2 separate regions of the Mus musculus genome follow, and region 2 is linked to region 1. The links are chromatin contacts, called in public Hi-C maps. All regions are on one chromosome and are shown on one strand. The core of a region is the stretch at or near the end of the contact, and the rest is flanking DNA. Distances in the headings are between cores, read along the strand shown. Region 1 overlaps Ide (insulin degrading enzyme). Region 2 overlaps Cpeb3 (cytoplasmic polyadenylation element binding protein 3).

Region 1 (6,616 bases), core at 1,626-4,125:
AGCTCTCCAGACCCTATATTCTCATATTATAAAAATTGCTAATAATGAAGAGAGGATAAAAATTTTTTAAAACTTCATGATCCTGATGCAGTTATCTTATGCCATCTTTGATAAATCTTGTTTTCTACTCAGAAAGCTGAACCCACTAGTTATACACCTGACTGTCAGCTTCAAATCTACCATGGCTGCAGTTCTGGATCTGGGGGAAACTCCAGTGAGAGACTCCTTACAGTTTTCCTCCCAGCCTTCATCTCAGACAGAGGGCTGCCTGCTGGAAGAATTTTAGTTGGACATTCAGTAGCTACTACCCCTGTTACTTGCTAATGGAGACTTTTTGATGCTGTGCAGTATCTGAGGATCCCTGCAGACTGGGGCTTACTTTCTAAGGCACGCAAGGTGTCCCTTAGTGGAGGCATGCAGATGTATGTTAGAGGGGAAGATGTGGCCTGGGCGATGAAAATGCATGGCCTTTAGTTTAAGAACCAGAGAAGGGTAGAAACTCTATAGAAGAGAAAAACGCAGATATCGTTGCGTTCCAGTGATATAGCTTATGTAAAAGAAATTGGATTGTAGCTGATTTTCCCAGTCGACTTTGAAAATTAATGAACCTGTGTTCTCCCTCCCTAGTATATGCGATCTCTTAATAACTTCCGGGCTGAGCAGCCTCACCAGCATGCCATGTACTACCTCCGCTTGCTGATGACTGAAGTGGCCTGGACTAAAGATGAGCTAAAAGAAGCCCTTGACGGTGAGCCTCTTCTACTTCATTTTCTACCGTAGTCATTTCATTGTCTGAGGTGGGTGGTAAGAGCCTCACAGCTCAGTATGGTCCATTTACCAACTGTACACACACCCAGCCCTGCCTATAGATAAAGCAGTGGTCAGTTAGAGGATTTCTGGGTCAGGGCCATGGTTGAGAAGCACAAGTCAAAAGTTCATTTCGATGGAGACAGAGCAGGTGAGGGTTAGAGAAGAGATCCCCAAGGCAACACAGTGGGAGTGGACCATGTTCCAGTTCTGCAGTGACTTGCAGCTCAGTGGCTTTAAGTAAGACTTTAGACTTAGATAAGACTCCAAGGGTGCGGGTGCGTGCGTGCATGCATGTGTGTGTAACCTTTAAAATTAAGATAGTTGCACATACTTTTGGATTGAAAAACAGTATCTATAAAATGCCTGACCTATTAGGTTTTTAATTAATTAACTTAATAAGTTCCTAAAGAAGGACCAATATGTGAAAAAGGAATGGGAGTGGTAGAGAACTTACTGTTGGGATACTGTAATAACAATTGCCACAGCAGTGCCACCTACAGATGCTAAAATTAGTAAAAATTCGAGGGAAATCCAGTCAGTGATATTACTCGAAGAGTAAATGTGCTGGCCACCAAGCCTGATGCCTTGAGTTGGATTCCCGTGTGGTAGGAGGACTGAACTGACGCTGTATGTTGTCCTTCCCACACCCCCACGCTCCCACCCGTACATTTGTCACTACCACATGCATGAGCTTCTCTCTCCACCCTGGACCACCACACACTGGATCGATGGATGGATGGATGGATGGATGGGTGGGTGGGTGGATGGATGGATGGATGGATGGATGGATGAATAGTGTAAAAATTTTTAATTTAAAAATTTGAGGGAAATCTGTATATTTATATAGTCTCAACTTTTTTCTTCCAACAGGTATTTATTAATTATAATGGTAAAATTTGACTTTGATAGTTTTTGGTGGTGGGCACTTCCAAGTTGCATGTGGAACATGTACACCCTACTCCGTTACTACCCAGAGTAGAGCAGTATGCTTACAATGAAAGCACCTGGCAGACACCACCGTAGCCAAGCAGTTTGTTGTAACATATCCAGTGCCGTGACACATGCCTGTGCAGATGTTTGATGGGCATTGCCTCCCTAGTGCACCTCCCTACTGTTACATACATGACCTTGAGATGACCCTAGATAAGTAAAGGAGTTCTGAGGAACTCTCCAGTGAGAGACAGGAAGGGTGTGTGACAGGTAATTACAATATAGGAGTAGAGATAAGTCCTGGATGAAAAAAGGGTATTAGTGTAGTAATGAAGTCCAAGGCCAGGATTGGTGGAACATACCTTAATCCCAGTACTATGGTGCAGAGACTGGTAGATCCTGTGGTGTTCAAGGACAGCCTGGTCTAACTAGCAAGTTCTAGGACAGCCAGAGCAACACAGTGAGACACTGTTTCAAAACAACAAACAACAAAAACCTTTAAAAATCCTAATAAAGCCTCATCTCTGGTTAGCAATGTGTAGCAGCTGGGAGTGCAGCTGAGTGAGAGAGTGCTTGCCCAGCACGTACAAGGCCTCGGGTTTGAGCTAAAGAACCTTGAAAAAAGTGTCTGTCAGTATTGCTTGCTTAGGCTTTGATAATCCTATTAAAGTTATTGAAAGATGATAATATTAGACAAAACTGGGTGAATGATATAAAGGAACACTAGTATTTTTACAAGTCTTCTATAAATCTGAAACTCTTTCCGATACAAAGCTTTGTTTTTATATTTATACACAGATCATCCTATTTCTTACTCTTTCAGATGTTACCCTCCCCCGACTTAAGGCCTTCATACCTCAGCTGCTGTCACGGCTGCATATTGAAGCACTTCTCCATGGAAACATAACCAAGCAGGTACGAGGTGAAGTTCTAGCAGGCTTTTGTAGACCACTGTAAGATTATTTCCTCTATTCTCTCTCAAGACCTAACCAGCACAATGCTAAACACATTAGAATTAACTCAGCTTTCTCAGGAAGCAGGTCGGAAGGACATGTGAGAAATAGAATTATGATAGTTAACTTAGGCTCGTGGCTGGCCTGGCCTATACAGCCAGAGAAGAAGTGAAACTGATTACCCCTACCCGGTGCAGTCTCTCAGAATGCAGAAATCAGGACCTGCAAACCCCGACACTGCTGTATACTAGACATGCAATCTTATGAAAATGTATTTCGTCTGTTCTGCAGATCACAGGCCTGGACTCGCGACCACTCCATATGTCCCCCAGAACAACATGCTAGGCTCAGATGCTTGCTCGTTGTGGTTTAATTCACAATGCATACTCACGAGTATCTTTTCTGTTCCGGCTTCTGTGGTCAAGGTCACTGACATGGAGCTAATGTCTCCTTCCCAGTACCTCTCCATCTTTAGAAAGGCCTTTAGTCCCTGTGTCAGCACTATGTGGATAGTTGCTTAGATGTCTCTCTCTCTTTTCACTACTACTGTACTGATTGACAAACTCAGTTTTTATCCATTTGGAAAGGATTAAATGAATTTAATGTTTAAAATCTGTTGGGGTTTTTTAAGACTGGCTTTTTAAAAAAGATTTATTTATTAATTTTATGTATATGAGTACACTGTATTTGTCTTCTCTTCAAATACATCAGAAGAGGGCGTCAGATCACATTGCAGATGGTTGTGAGCGACCATGTGGTTGCTGGGAATTGAACTCAGGACCTATGGAAGAGCAGTCTCTCTAGCCCTAAAGTCCGTTTTTAGGAACATATATTTTTGTTTATTGTAATGGGCAATCCAGTAGGCTGTATTGATTTTCACAAGACAGGATGTACTGTGGTTTTTATAATACACTATGGCATTTCCTTTCCTCCAGGCTGCCTTAGGAGTTATGCAGATGGTAGAAGACACTCTTATCGAGCATGCTCACACCAAACCTCTCCTTCCAAGTCAGCTAGTCCGGTACAGAGAAGTCCAGCTCCCTGACAGTAAGTTGAAATGTGCTGTATTACAATGTGGCATAATTACAATGAGTTGAGTGTGCTTGGAAATAATATATGGTTTCATGTCAGAGATCTACAGGAAGCCTCGTTTATAGAAATATGGTTACAAGTAGGTGATTTTGCCAGAATTTCCCTGATTGGTGAGCCATATACGTGAAGGCAGGCAGTAATTTAGAGGAGATTGACATTGGAATTGTCTAGTACTTGCGTATAGAGGAGTCAGAGAATAAAACTCTCATACAGCTAATGAGATATGAATTGTGAGGGCTGGAGAGATGGCTAAGCGGGTGAGGTCATGCATGCGCTGTTCCTGGAAAGGACCTGACTTCTGTTCCCAGCATCCATTTTGGGGACTTAAAACCACCTATAACTCACTCCAGTTTGAGGGCATCTTGATACCCTCTGTCCTCCATAGGTGCCTACATTCATGAGCACAGCTACACACGTGCGTGCGCGTGCACACACACACACACACACACACACACACACACACACATACACATATCACACACAAAAATAAATCTTGTGGGGCTTGGTGATGTGCTCCACTAGTCCCAGCACTTGGGATGCAGAGTCAGTTGTATCTCTCTGAGTTCAAGGGCAAGCTGGGCTACAAGGTAACTTGCAGGCTAAAAAAAGAAATCTGGGCTAGAGATGTGGTCTAACTGGTAGAGTACTTGCCTAGCACAGAACGAAGGTGGGCGTGGTACGTGCTTGTATCTCAGCACTTGGAGGTGGAGGCAGGAGAATGATAAACCAAGATAATGAGTTAGAAGCCAGCTGGAATATGCGACTCTGTCGCCAAAAGTAAAAATTGAGGAAAACTAAGCTGCACTGAGATCATAGCACTCACTTGGAATCGTTGGCAGGAGTACTTTTAGAACAGTCACAAATGCAGATAAGAACATATTCCTTATGTTTTTATAAGGAGACAGCATAAGGAAATGCTTTATATGTTGAGATTTATAATGTTAGGTCATAGTTATATTAACAGTGGCTTCTTTGAATACAGAAATTCAGTGAACATGGTTTCAGTGTGGAACGGTAGTGGGGACATAGTAAACAAGAATAAGAACTTTGACACTTCAGGACATTCGTCACTGTTGGTGTTCCCCGTGTCTGCACTGTCCATGTTCCTTGACCCACGTCACAGGGCCTGTGTCTATACTCTGTTCTCTCCCCTGGCCTGTCATACAGCTATGACAAAATACCCAGTATAGGATGTGGGGAACAGCTAATTTTGACTCACGGTTTTGGAAGTTTCAGGTCATGGGTATTTGGCCATTTGCTCTTGTACTTATAACAAAGTAATAGATAAGAGCAATGGTGAAGGAGTCCCTCACCTCTATACAGCCAGGCAGTAAAGAGAAGGGGCGTGGCCAGGGTCCCAGGGTCCCTTTCAAGCACATGTCCCCAAAGACTTTACTTAACTTCTACCAGGTCCCAGCTCTGTGGGGATAGGGATGTAGCTCAATGATAGAGCATTTGTCCAGAATGTACAAGGCCCCACGTTTAATACCCAAGACTTGGGCCAGGCTGTAACTTCCACTAAACGTTTTCTGATAGCCTCAGCTGGAATAACTACTTCTGAGTTTTTCTGAAACGTCGGAGCTCACAGCACTTTGGCTCTCATTTGGACTAAAGGGCATCACTGTTTATGAGATTATGCATTCCTTTAAAGCCAGGGGTTTTGCTACTAAAGCAACTCAGATACGTTATTACTCCACGCCACTTCTGTGGAACACAGCTAGTTCTGCTGTTGTGCGTAGTCATCACAAAGCAGGTAATGGTTATTATGTACTGCTTCTAACGAGTGCCTCAGCCACTGCAAACCTGGCAGAGAGGAAGAGTTAGGATCTGCTGACCAAAAACCATCCCTTTGCGCTGAACATGCAGCTCTGAGGTTGGGCCTGTGATTAATGGCAGGTGATGGTCTGTGTGTGAGTGTGTTTGGTCCTGGGTTCAAGCTTCAAACCAAAAGAAGAAAGCAGCTGTGGAATTTCCCTTTATGCAGAGTGAGCCAGTCTGGAAAGAGAATGTCACAGTGAATTTTTCATGCCTCTTCCTTTTCCTCTCTTAGGACCCTGTTTTTTTGCTTCCTGATTGCTCTGTCAAATTGTCACAAGCTCAGAAATAGCATACTTACATCCCAGTCTCAAAATGAAGGTGTTAGAAAATTACTCTGATGTAGCCAGCTGATCAGATGTGGATGGATGCCTTAAGTAACCCTTTGCTTGATTCTCCCTTGGGAGGCATTTACAGCTGGAAAGTGAAGCCTCATGCTCTGTGAAGGAGAAAATATTTTGGGATATGTGTGAAAAACTGGAAGAGGAAAAGATGGAACTTACAGCCCACAAACCTTTCCTCTTCTCATGAGAAACAACGCTGCCAGTGTACACCAGGAAAGGGCTTCTAAAGCCAAGCCTTCTGGCATGTGTCTGTCATCCTAGCACTGGGTGGGTCTGGACAGGAGGAGCAGGACTCCACAGCCAGCATCAACTGGATAGCAAATTCAAGACAGGCTGGGCTACAGGAGACCCTGTCTCAAAAGTAAAAACTTTTTTTAAGGAAAGAAAACTTGCTGTGGAGCAGGCAGGCCTCGTGTGGTTGAGCTCACGTGTAGTCTCAGCACTCATGAAACAGGAGGATTCCACGGGAGGCCTAGCTGTGTTGATTGTTTTCTGTTGCTATGATAAAACACTTACCAAAACCATCCTGGGGAGGAAAGGATTTAACATCTCACAGGCTACAGTCCACCATCAAGGGGAGCCAAGCCAGGAACTCAGGGCAGGAGCCTGAAGCAGAAACCCTGCGGGAGAGCACTGCATACTGGCTTACTTCTCGTGGCTCTCCCAGCTACT
Region 2 (6,616 bases), core at 2,952-5,451, 240 kb after region 1:
CAATGCAGTGGAAGTTGTTTTAAGGTTTGACCCCTGCACTCTTTCTACATGAGAATCTTTAAAAGTCCTGAAACTGGACATGGAGACACACACCTGGAACCCTAATCAGAAGACGGTGGGCCTCCAGAGTTCCAGGCCAACTTGTCTCAGTGAAGCTGTCTAAAAACAATGCCCCACAATCATAAAAAGTACCACTAGCTTTTAACTAGTCAGGCCTTGTCTTTAAGTCACTAGAAGCGCAGCTTATAAGCTACATTGTACCCAGTGTTAAATATCAGCAGGATGCTGCAAGCTCTAGGATCAGGCAAGAATGACATCTCTGCAATCCCTGTGTTTGGAAGAAGGCAGGAGGAGCAAGAGCTCAGTATTATCCTTAGCTGCATAGTAAGCTCAAACAAGCCTTCTCGGAGTGCAGGGCGGGGGAAGTATTTTAAAAAGAATTATATCCAGGTATCTAATCAGAAATAAGATTTGTGTTCTTTGCCTAGAGAATATACCTATAATTAGGATTGAATTTCTTTTCTTTTTTCTTGGATTTCTTTTCTTTTTTAAGTTAGCTATTTTTGTCTTAATTGGTTTGTTTTGGTGGCTATATAACAGAGATCTAGTCACTCGGTCTTCTGGAAGTGTCCCTCAGCACACTTGACAGTACTTCTAGAGGGCAGCTGGTAGCTAGGTGGATAGGAAGCCCACTGTTTAATAGATAAGCCAGGGTGTGCCATCCTGAACTGAGTGAGTATCTCACTGTTGTGTTAAACAGGAAATTTTATATAGGAAACCAAAGTTTTCAGAGCAGAACACAAGAGACATATTGACAGTCGAAGACTGAGTCATATATATTCTTTAAGATTTTGAAATTTGGTCTTGAAATATTGGACTTTTTAAAAGGTTTGTTGTTTGTTTATTTGTTTATTGTGCCTGCCAGAGTTTTTGAGCAGCACATGCTCACGGGTGCCTGTGGGGGCCGAGGGCCGAGCTGGAGGCACAGGTGCTTCAGTCATGTGACATGGATGCTGGGAAAGCAGACCCGGGTCCTCTGCACAAGCAGTCAGTGCTCCTAACCCCAAGCCACTCTCCAGGCGATGAGTGCTTTCTTTACAAAGTATTCTAAAGTCCTTCCCTGGGCCTCACTCAGTAGGTCAGGCTTTGGCTGTTGGGATAAATTTCACTTTATCCTTGGCCGAAACCTGTCCTTTAACACGTCAGAGTGATTGGAATGCCCCACCTACACTATTCCTTTAGCTCCTTTGAGGTTCTTGTTTGCTTTACTTTTGACATTGTGAGATAGGGACTGTGATCACTGATCGGTTTCCTAAAGTTAGCCTGTATCCATCCTAATAGAAAGTCCTCTAAGAAGCAAGTACTGTCCTGAATGGGCTGAGGGTATCCATCTAATTAAATATTCCTACTCTTTGACAAAATCTTTTTATCTTTTTAAAATTTTATTTATTTTTTAATTTATTTATTTATTTTGAGACAGTTCTTACTCTGGTGACTGTGTGTCACCAAACTCATAATCCTCCTGCCAGGTGTGAACCGTCATACCCAGGTCAGGTTGGTAAGGGAAGTCACAGGCCTATCGAAACTAACCTGAGCATGGAGAAACCCAATGAAGAGCATATCTGGATGAGATTTCTCATCCATCAGTTGTAGGTAGAGGTCAGTGCACATCACTCTCATCTCTTGCCCCCTTTCTATTACTCCTATGAGTAACAGCAGCAAGCTAAGAGTGACTGCTCCAAATCTGGTGTTTCTTAGATCTGGATGCCTTTCACCTTGAGGGGGAAGAAAGCTGTAGGTAGATCCATCCTGCCCCCATGTGGCTAAAGTTTGCATATTCTTTAGAGTCTACAAAAGAACTAAGCAGTTTGCTTTTCTGCTGGCTACAGAGACAACCATATGCTGACCTTTGGCCATGTGATAGGAGTAACATCTTTTCCTGAATGCCCATTCAGGAAAAGCCCTACGGCATTAGGACATCTCATCTCCAGTACACACACGCCTGCACACCTCTTCACTCAGACAGTAAGTCAGTGTCAGGCTGAGGGTTGTGAAGGGACCAAGTGGAGGAGACTGAACCATCTCGCTCCCCAATGCTCTCGACTTCATTCGCATGTGCGCTTCTTTCATTCCGTCTTCTTGATTTAGGTGTCTGATTTGGGGACCACTAAAGTAACTAAGCTTTGGAATCTCTTCTTTCAAACCATGCTCTTCACTTGATGACTTCTTCCAGCATTGATCAGACTTGGCCTTGCAGAGCGGCGGCGTCTGGAGAGGCTGCTGCCTTGAGCTCCAAGAGCCTTTTATGGTGTCTCTATTACGGCGTCTCTATTATGGCTTCTTTGTTCTTCGTTGACTATTGCTCTGACCATTCTCCCCTTTCCTTTCTTTTTCACCCTGCTAATAGTCCATGGCAGATCTTGAAGTTTTCTTCTCCCTACCCCCAATGCCGTATGATGGCTTCTATGTCCAGATAAATGCTGGAGAGAGTCTACATCTCAATGTGTCTCACGTTCATGTGGTGCAGACATTCTGCACAAATGTTCTGGCAGTTCACCTGAGCTGGGGATGGCATCGCATTCTGACTTGTCACCATATCCCTTTCTGTTCTGTGAGGTGGTAGATGACCAAAAGTGCTGAATATCAAGTTTCTCAGCAGTAGACGTTTCTCATCCAGTCCCAAGTTCAGTCTGAAGTGACCAAATAAACTCCAGGTTTGAAGTGCTTGTAAAGCCAAGGACTTTGTAATGCTGGTATGTGTTCCACCTCTTCTTCCCAAACAAACCTTTTGTCTACAGATCCTGTCAGACATTGTCATATCCACTACAGACTGAGCCAGCAGAAAGCCAAAGTTAGGCTAGGATGAACTGATGTTTATAGAGCAGAGAGGAAGCCAGCTTAATTCAAAGCAAAGATTTACAAGCAGGGAGGAAACAAAACGAAGCAGTCAGGTGTCACTGTGTTCTCAGCTGTGTGCTTGGAGCCGGCTCATTCACCATTCACATTTATGATGACCTTGAGAGGCTATAAGCAGTAGACTTGGCATTTTAGAAAGTAGGAGCCATTATTCAAGTAGCGTGTCAAGTCTTTCTTGTTTCTGTGCTTCAGCTCCAGGCTTTCTGTGCTGATGAAAACTGTTTTATCCAGGGAAGATCTGGGAGGGCGGCTAGTTAAAGGAGCAATTTGGCACCAGTTTGATTTAGTGAAATTAAAGTTCCCTTTCTGACTGAGTGCTTCAATGCCATCCATCTAAAAATGTTTTGGGGTTCATCTGACAGAGTAAAGGTCTGAACATGCCTCCTCTTGACCCCTCGTGAACTAGCATAAAGATTATGGGAAGCCCAGAATGTTCATGCTCCTTCCTTCCAGAAGCCAGGATTGCCTTGTCGTCCTGAGGGGCTTCATGCCTTGTTCCTGCCCGTTTTATGTGTTATCTCCAAAGAGAAAAAGTGGACTTCCGGGTCACGGGGATCCTCATTCCTCTGCCGCCCTACTTGGTTCTCGGTGTTCCAGTCTTAGACACTGCCCTTCAGGCTGGCTTTGAACAGCAACTAAACACGAGGAACAGAACCCCAAGGCAGATGGGAGTGGGGAGAATCAGCAAGACTTCCTTTCTGGTGAACTAAAGGTTTTTTCTTATCTCTAAAGAATCAGGAGCCGATCCAGGGAACCATGATGGGTTCAGATTCAACTTCAGAAGTATAGTCACCACAAAATGGAGTTCATGAGAACTGTATGCTTCCCACAGCTACATTACTCTTGCTTCCCTCTCTGGTGTGTGACACAATGAAGCTCAGTGGGAGCCATCACGGGAACAGGGCTCACGGTACTCTTGCTGCTACTATGGAAGCTGACCATGAAGTGATATGAGCATATGGTCTAAAATGCAGTATGCCCTCACACACATCTATGAATCCTGCCGGCTTCTCACTTTTCTGGTGACCAGGCAGACTCTGAGAACACTGGGAGTGGTCAGAAGTGGTTTGAGGCACTTCCTTGTAGACTCTTCCCTGTTGCCTACATAACCGCCATGTAGACGCCACACTCTGTATGCTCGGTTCTTGAGCCCACATCTTCCTTAGGTTAATGTTTCTTACTGTCCTCCAGGGAATTATCCTATCCACTCTACTGAAGGAGGTTCAGGCTGAGGATTCACTCTCATAGGCTTACTCAATAGGACATACCCTTGGTTGAAGACTCAGTTTTCACGGCAAGGTTATGGTTCGTTTGTGCAGACCCAGATGAAGGAATCCATGAAGGTTTAGTTGTCTGTCTAAACAATTACTGATTGTCTTGCTTTCCTTTCTCCCTTCCAGAAAGTCAGAACGGTAGCCTGTCTTTTCACCCTTGCTTTCCTCTCGTCAGAAGGAAGGGGCATTTGCAGGACTCTCCTGTGTTCATGAACGATACTCGATGTAGAGAAACTTCTAAGCCTAGCCTCTAAAGTAATTGTATGTCGCAACATTTCTGGTAAACTTACATCCTCTATTTAAAAAAAGAAAAGGAAAACTTGGGGCTGGAGGGATAGTTCAGCGAGCACTTAAGAACATTTGCTGTTCAATCATGAGGACAGAGTTCAAGTCCCAGCACCCACACTGGGTGGCTCACAGGTGCCTAGCACTTCCAGATCCAAGAGTTTCAACACCTTCGTCTAGTCTCTGCAACACATACAAATAAAAATAAATACTAAAAATGGGGAACTCACAGAATGGAGATTTGTAGAACTTAAGAGAAGTGTATTATTCTGCTTCTGTTAGTCACCCATCCAGTACAGGATGGATTTAAGTTTCTCTTTCTGCTTTCTTTTAGTATTAAAATTATTGAAAAGGGATTACTTACTGAAAAGGTGACTGCTGTTGAATATTGGAAACCCTGGTTAGTAGTTAAGGGGTATCACTTTAGGTTTTAAGCACAGTATGAGTTCAGGAAGACTTGTGAGTTGAGTAGACGGCCCATTGTAAACAGTTGTTTGCTTTTTATTGTTTACTTTTCTTCAAAGGTGATCATAACATAGACTTACTGCAGTTAAAATATAGACATGGAGAGCTGAGGGTGTGACTCAGTTGGTAGAGCCCTGAGGTCAGGCCTCGGGACCACTAAAGCTAGGTGTGGTGGCACATACTTGTGATCATAGTACTTAAGAGATAGAGGCAGGAGGATAAGGAATTTAAGATTACACAGAAAGTTTGAAGCCAGTCTGGGCTACATGAGAACAACAACAACAACAAAAAAGGTTTTTAGCCCCTCACCTCTCACTCCCACCAAAAAAACAAACAAACAAACCAAAAAACAAATAACAAAAAACCAAAACAAAACAAAACAAAAAAACCAACCATGAATTAGATAAAAATTTGTCAGTTTCCTTGAGGGAACCCCCCCCCCAAAAAAAACCCCAAAAAACAAAAACAACCTTATTCCTTTAGCTATTTCGGGTTTGTTTATTTGTTTTACTTTTATTTGCCTTTTAACAAATTGCCTTTCACTTCAGTAAAACATTATTGCTCAAATACCTAGAGACATTTTGATGACCAAGAAAATACTGTAGAATTCAGGAGAAAGCTCAATCCAAAAGCAAGAGTTTGATCCCCAGAACCCACGCAAGCAAGTGAACCCCAGGCACAGTAATGGATGCTTTCAATCTCAGCAGTGAAGAGGCAGTGCTAGGAGGGTCTTTGAGGCTCAATGGCCAGCCAACCAGCCTACCAGGCAAGCTTTAGGGCCCAGTAAGAAACCATTCTATCAAAGCCAAAGTGGAGAGCTCCAGAGGAATGCGCCTCCCCCTCCCCTGAGAGGTTAACCTCTGTGATCTACATACCACACCACACGTGCACATACACACAACAATGACTGGATAGCTCCTGAGTGGAAATTATTATTTTTCTATAGCTTTGTAAAAGCATAATTGAATGAGAGCCCCTGCTTCTTATCAGAAATAGTTCACTGCCAGTAATGCCAGTCATGATCTAGTCATTGGCACATGAAGATGACTTTCAACTGAAAGATTCACAAAGTAGTGGAATGTTTATGCTAATGGAAAGAGACTTCTGGAATCAGGACCCTTACAACCCTTTTGGAGACTGCTGTGGTATAGAAACACATGTAGAAACAGTCTAACTCCTCTTTAACCAGAGCAAGTAGCTTTAACCTTCCAGCTACTTGCCTCCTTTGTAATCAGGTACCCTTTTGAGTACTTAGTATAGAAGACAATGCTGTTTGATTCCTTTCTGGCTTTCTTTGCCTGGCCACTGGAGTGTTTTCTCTCTTTCCTATTCCACAGCAAACCTGGTCTTTGGAAAATTAGTATCTAATTTCCTGGGCCTGCATATTATTTCTCCAAGAAAAATTCATTAATGGATATGATTTACAATACTCCCTTCAGTAGCCTGCTTTCTGTTCATAATAACATCGTCCACATGAGGAAAAGTTTAAACCATCAGAGGATGAAGAGTGAGGAACCACTGACCTCTGATATTCAGGGTACAGGTGCAGTTCTTGTTGCATTGTGCAAGTGAATGCTTTTCGAGGTACTGCTGGAAGCTGCAGCACAAGCCACTTGGCTTTAACCAGCAGTGCTCCCAAGCTGTTGGGACTCAGTAACTCTAACAATAATGGGACC

What was found. Hi-C and Micro-C count contacts between places; a contact is called where the count stands out from the background.
Region 2: a contact with region 1 is called in a Hi-C map of bone marrow-derived macrophages, with 25 read pairs. A contact is called at or near these places in 18 of 484 Hi-C or Micro-C datasets (the F1.1 cell line, the P5424 cell line, arterial endothelial cells and 12 more) and 4 of 130 datasets of targeted methods (the 230-238 cell line, the NIH/3T3 cell line, bone marrow-derived dendritic cells and 1 more).

Annotation. Positions count from the first base shown.
Region 1 is chr19:37,281,245-37,287,860 of GRCm38.p6, reverse strand. It overlaps Ide (insulin degrading enzyme), which reads left to right. Exons shown (of 25, transcript NM_031156.4): 17 at 628-748; 18 at 2,564-2,655; 19 at 3,629-3,740. Among named protein-coding and RNA genes, the nearest start is that of 4931408D14Rik, 20 kb to the right of the region's middle.
Region 2 is chr19:37,046,081-37,052,696 of GRCm38.p6, reverse strand. The region is part of intron 9 of Cpeb3 (cytoplasmic polyadenylation element binding protein 3); the gene reads left to right. Among named protein-coding and RNA genes, the nearest start is that of Btaf1, 120 kb to the right of the region's middle.